2 separate regions of the Canis lupus genome follow, and region 2 is linked to region 1. Evidence: chromatin contacts called from public Hi-C data. All regions are on one chromosome and are shown on one strand. The core of a region is the stretch at or near the end of the contact, and the rest is flanking DNA. Distances in the headings are between cores, read along the strand shown.

The links. Hi-C and Micro-C count contacts between places; a contact is called where the count stands out from the background.
Region 2: a contact with region 1 is called in a Hi-C map of blood, with 2.3 times the contacts expected there. The contact joins the enhancer-like site here to the promoter of MED13L in region 1. A contact is called at or near these places in 3 of 9 Hi-C or Micro-C datasets (amygdala and blood).

Annotation. Positions count from the first base shown.
Region 1 is chr26:13,396,626-13,399,325 of UU_Cfam_GSD_1.0, forward strand. MED13L (mediator of RNA polymerase II transcription subunit 13-like) reads right to left here and starts at 1,273. Exons shown (of 32, transcript XM_038575206.1): 1 at 1,125-1,273. The coding sequence starts at 1,196.
Region 2 is chr26:13,460,305-13,463,206 of UU_Cfam_GSD_1.0, forward strand. No RefSeq gene overlaps it. Among named protein-coding and RNA genes, the nearest start is that of MED13L, 64 kb to the left of the region's middle. Within about 2 kb of position 1,492, at least 15 of the 20 cell types and tissues checked have an H3K27ac peak or open chromatin away from gene starts, as enhancers often do. A contact at or near this core is called in blood, where this site is marked.

The DNA.
Region 1 (2,700 bases), core at 23-2,522:
CACATAGCTATACATACAGTAACTCATGCACAAAGCACATATTTAAAGACCACGCACCGCAATTATTAGCCTAAACGCCAGGTTTAACAAGGTGAATGTTTTCAGAGCTAGGTAATACGACCCAATAAAAAAGCAAAGATGGCATTTACCACCAAATGTCAGTGCCACCGCCAGGAAAGAGTTGCTGGAGCCCTATACATTTTTAATTTCGATGAATCTAGACGTCGTCGTCGGGTGCCAGGCTTCCAGGAGAACAATTGACACCCTAACTGCTTCAAGATTAAGGCAGGCGATTCAAATCCGAGGGAAAAGTTGTCAATTATCAGAGAGAGAGAGCGCGAGAAAGGCGAAGGCAGATAAAAGCGATGTTATCAAACCGCCCAGCTTGTTGCTTTTGTGTGTGTGTGTGGATTCGTTGTTAGGATAGAGAAAACAGTTTTTAAAAGACACAGGAGGAGAGAGGGAAGAAAAAGGCTCCTCCACCTTCCGTCGGCTCGGTGCAATGGCTTTCCGGCTCTCCGGCGCAGGGAGCCCCGAGAGGCAGGCGGCCGTCGCTGTTTACAATCGCAGGAGCTTCGGGTGCAAGAGTCCTTTACTGACACAATCGCATTCAATCAACTGTTTTCGGGCGAAATTGCAGGTGTCATTACGGAATTAAAAAAAAATTTTCGAAAGGCGGGCGGGCAGCCGATCCCGCAAGGGGGGCGGGCGGGGGGGGGGGGAGAAAAGGCTGCTTATCGCGGGCGCGGGCAGCACAAGGCAAAGCCTTCCACATTTAGGGGTAAAAAAGGGGGGGGGGGGGAGAGAGGGGAGGGGAAGGGGGTGTGATGGCAACAGAGGGTGGGCGTTCGAAGTGCGACCCAGAATCCGCAGCTTTGAGACTTCCACATGCAAATTCCACGCCGAGCGCCGCGCTCACAAATGATTTTTAAAGAGCCAAATAAACACTGGACGGGATCCAAGGCGAGGGAGAGACGATCCAAAAGGGGGAGAAGCGGCGGGCGGCGGGCGGCGGGGAGCGGCGAGGGAGGGGCGACGTCCCGGCGGCGGGAGGAGAAAGTTGGTCGGCGGCGCAGGTCGGGCCCCCCCGCCGCAGCCCCCCTCCCCGCCGCCCGGCTACTCACCAGCGAGAAGAGGTTGGAGTGACAATCCTCCAGGCTCGCCCCGTTCGCCACCCAGTTCGCTGCCGCAGTCATGATCCTCCGCGAGCCCGGCCGCCAGAGCGGGGCATGTCGGAGCGAGGCGTCCGAGGCGAGGCCGGGCCGGGCCGGGCGGCGGCGCCTCGCCGGGGAGCGCGGGGCGGCCGGGCCGCCGCCGCCGGGGGAGGAGGGCGCGAGGGCCGGCGGGCGGGCGGGCGGGCGGGAGGCGCCGCGGCGACGCCGCGCCGGGGGCGGCGGGCCCGGGCCGGCGGGGGGGTCCGCGGCGGCCGCGCGGCTCCTTCCTGCTCGGGCGGCGGCGGCGGCGGCTCCCGCGGCGGCTCCCGCGGCGGCTCGCGCGGCTCCGGCGGCGGCGGGGGGCGCTGTCCGCGCGGCCCGGCGCCCTCCCCGCCTCTCAGGGCCGCCGCTGCCTCCCGGCCGGCCGCCGCCTCCGCCTTCCCTGTGCCTCCGCCGCCGCCGCCGCCGCCGCCACCGCCGCCGCCGCCGCCGCCGCCGCCTTGTTTATCTCCAGCCACCGACTCCCCCCGGCCCCCGCCGGCGCGTGAGGGGAGGCGAGCCCCGGAGCCGCCGCCGCCGCCTCGGAGCCGCCGCCGCCGCGGAGCGCGAACTCGCGAAGGGGGGGGTGCGGACGAAGCCAGCGGGCGACCCCGGCAGCCGAGCGACGTCCCCTCCTTCCTCTTCCTCCCCCACCCCCCCCCTCCTCCCCAGTCAGCCTCGCTTCTCCTCCCTCCCCGGGCTCGCTCGCTCTGACAGCAATGGCGGCCGCCGACCGCGGCTCGGCCCGCCATTGGCTAGCGCCGCGTCACGTGACGGGCGCCGGCCGCGCGGGGGGGCGGGGGCGGGGGCGGGGGAGGGGCCCGGAGCTGGAGCTGCAGCCGCGGCGGCGGCGGCGGCGGCGGCGGCGGCGGCTGGAGGGCGGCTCGCGGGCGGCGCTGCTGAGCCGAGCGCGGCCGGAGCCTCCGTCCGGGGGAGGGAGGGACAGCGAGAGGGAGAGAAAGAAGCGCGGGCGGCGCGGCTCCGCTGCCGTGGGCTGCCCCCGCGTGGGCGCCGTGCCCCGCCCCCCTCGGAGGCGCGGATCGGCGGGGCGCGACCGCGGGGCCCCGGGAACGCCCGTGGTCCCCGCCGTGGGCCCCCCGGGGCGGCGCAGGCGGGGCGGCCTGGCGGGGCTCTGCGGTGGGCTCGCCTGCCGGTCCCCCGGGCTGCGGGAGTGCCTCGGCGAGGTCGCGCTCGGGCGTCCGCGTTTTGCAGATGAGAAAACTGAAGCACAAAGAGATGAAGTCGAAGAGACCGAGTCACTTGCCCGAGGTCGCCCGGCGGGGAAGAAGCGGCGGCGGAGCTCGAACCCCCGCACCCGAGCACCGTGCGTCCGAGCTCTCGCACTGGGTGTCGCGAGCCTCGCCCAGGGAGCTCCGCGGCTGCCGCTTGGCGCTTTCTGTGCACCGGGCGCTGCGCAACGAATCCAGAAATGCCTTTTGAGCCCTTACTCCGAGGCGCTGTGTGTGTTTATTCATTCAACGCGTAAATGTTTCCTGACCTCTTGCCA
Region 2 (2,902 bases), core at 242-2,741, 64 kb after region 1:
AAATGAGGAAGTCAGGCAAGGTGAGGAGGACCATCCTGAGACTCTCAGGAGGGGAAAGGAGGATTTTGTGGGAGCATCCTAGATCGCTGTGAAGTCTAAGGAATGTCTGGCAGGGCCCTGGGTGGAGCACTGCTGTGCTCAATCAAGACCTGGGAATGTCAAAGCCAGCACTGAAGCTCTCAATCAATTACAAGCCCTGTGGTAAGAGATCCTCAAGGCGTATCATCGTGGTCGCCCCACCTCTCTGTATACTTATGGTGGCTCCAGTTTCAAGTTCAATCTATGTAAGTCTAGAGGAGAGCTTCCTGCACAACTTTTGGGTACAGGAGATAACCAAAGAGATAAAGTTTGCATGCTAAAATACCTCAGTTAGCTGAGATATTTCAGCGTTTTTTTTGTTTTCTTTTCTTTTTTTTTTTTTTTAGATTTTATTCATTTATTTATGAGACAGAGAGAGAAGGGGGGCAGAGACACTGGCAGAGGGAGAAGCAGACTCCTCACTGAGAGCCCGATGCAGGACTTGGTTCCCCCCACCCAAGGATCATGCCCTGAGCTAAAGGCTGATGCTCAACCACTGAGCCACCCAGGCGTCCCTATTTCAGTGGTTTGCAGAGACCATGGAGGTAAATATTTAAAAATCAAAGCAGAGCCTCTCAAGGGTACTCCTCCTCTGGCAGAAACATTTGGAACAATTGTGGAAAATGTCTTTATTTCTGCCCAGACCTGTTGCATCAAAACCTTGGGTGTTGAAAACCAGAGCTCCAAAAGATGCCATCTTTATCGATACTGCCAAAGGTACAGAGGGAAGCTTTTTGAGGTTATGTACGCCAAACCCTAATTATGTGCTACCCAAATAAATGAAATCAGACTATATTTTAATGTCACAATCTCCTGACATTTTTATTGCCACTAGTGGCTACACAGACCCCTCTGCTTCAAATTCCTTCAATCTCCCAAGTCTCCTTTCAGACAACAACAAAGGACATTCTCAGAAAATTGAGCTTCAGAGGAGAAAGTAAGGTTACTCAATGGTTTCCCCCTTGTTAATTTGAGGATCTTAAACTATGCAGTCGTGGTGCGCACATTGGCGTGTCCAATCCACATGCCTGAGCTGCCACACTACAAGATAAAAATCAACCATAATAATTCAAGTAACCTGCGTCTGGTTTCTCCTCACCCAAATTTCAGAGCTGACCCTGTTGGAGATAAAGAACTGATAACGGAATCACTGGGGGGAGGCAGGGGGAGGGTTGGCAGGGTCAAGCCCGGAAAGTAGAGCTCATCAGGCCAAGTCCTGCCACTGTCCCTGCTGGATTGCCCACGTCTCCTCCGCCCGCGCCCCCTGGACTTCATAACCTCCACGTTAGCCCCCCTTCCCCTCCTTGATCGAGCCACGGACCGGACCTGCCGTCCCGGGGCAGGAAGGCCGGGAGCGGACCTTGGCCCTGCCCGCCGCGGCCAACCTCGCCCCCGAAGACTCCACCCCCGGGCCGAGGGCTCTGGAGTTGAACCAATGCGGCCGCAACATGCAGATTAGGAAGTCGGAAGCGCCTGCCCATTGGCTGGTTGCGGGCGTGACGTCACAAGGGCCCCGCCCCAACGTGGCCAGGAGTGCTTTGGGCAAGTTGAAAAGGTTTTATTTGTGTGTGGAGGTGGGGGGGGGGGCTCCCACTTTTTTTTTTTTTTTTAATCAGCTGGTGCTGGTTTCCTGCATTTCCTGTTAGTGGGAGAAGAAACGTGTTCACGTACATTCAGAGCAGGAGGGCTCAGGGCCAAAGAGCATTTTGTTCTCCGTGTGGCTGCTCTGTCCGGCCCATTACTTAGGGTGTTTTGGACCAAAATGACCCCGGGGGGGGGGGGGGGGTGCGGAGAGTGGAGGTGGGGGAAGCTGTGAATTCCAGATGAGCTATGGGGACCTCACAAACCTCTTGGGCTTAGTGGTTTCCGGGCAGCTCCAGGCTGGCCCAAAGTCTGTGCAAGCCGGCTGGTGGAAGCCTTGGGCTAGGATCTGGACCCCCCAGCCAAAGACACGCGGGCGTAGCAAGTTGGGGGCCTCCCGACTTTTCCCTACCTCTGTCTGCCAGGCTCAGAGCAAAGACAGAATCAAATCCCCTGACTTGGGAGCTTCAGACAACGGCCCCCTCAATGTGAGGCTCCCAATTTCAATACCTCTGAAAAGCTGAAAGTCTGTTGAATGGAGAGAGAAAGCTTATATAGAGATAAAATAACCTGGAGTTTCACATACTCTGAATGCTTATCTTTCCCAAACTATTGCCCTTGAAGTCTCTGGAGGCAACTATGACACTATTTTGTCTCCAAAAGCCACTGAGAATTTTTCCAACATAGCACAACAGAGGATCTCTCCTCCCCACATCGGCACAGGCAAAGCTAGAACAGAAAAAAAAAAAAAAAACATGGGGTTGGGGGTGGGGGACACTCAGCTTTGTCTGTCTGGTTTGCCCAGATACCAGATACCATTTTCCTGGGAATATCCATTTTTTTTTTTTTTTTTACTTTGGGGAATCATCCCACCATTTCCATCAGTCTTTGGATGGAGAGGGATCTTCTGCCCCCAACTTTAGAGGTGGGGCACATGTCCCAGGCCTAGCCAATGGTGTGTTCCATTCTCCTGGCAACACAGGGATTGGATCAGTAGTGGGCATGTCACATGTGATGGCCAATCCTGGGACTTTGATGGCAAGGCTTTGGGAATAGATGCTTTATTTTCTCATTGGGACCACTATGCTGCTGGTGACCGATGTTGCCCCTACAAAGAAAAAGGGTATTTAATAATGAGGCCAATACTGCCTCCTCCACCTGCCTCTGACCAAAAGAGCTAAAAGAGAGAGGTAGATTTCTGACAATGTTGTTTGAGCATCTGGATCCAGCTGTGCCTGAAACT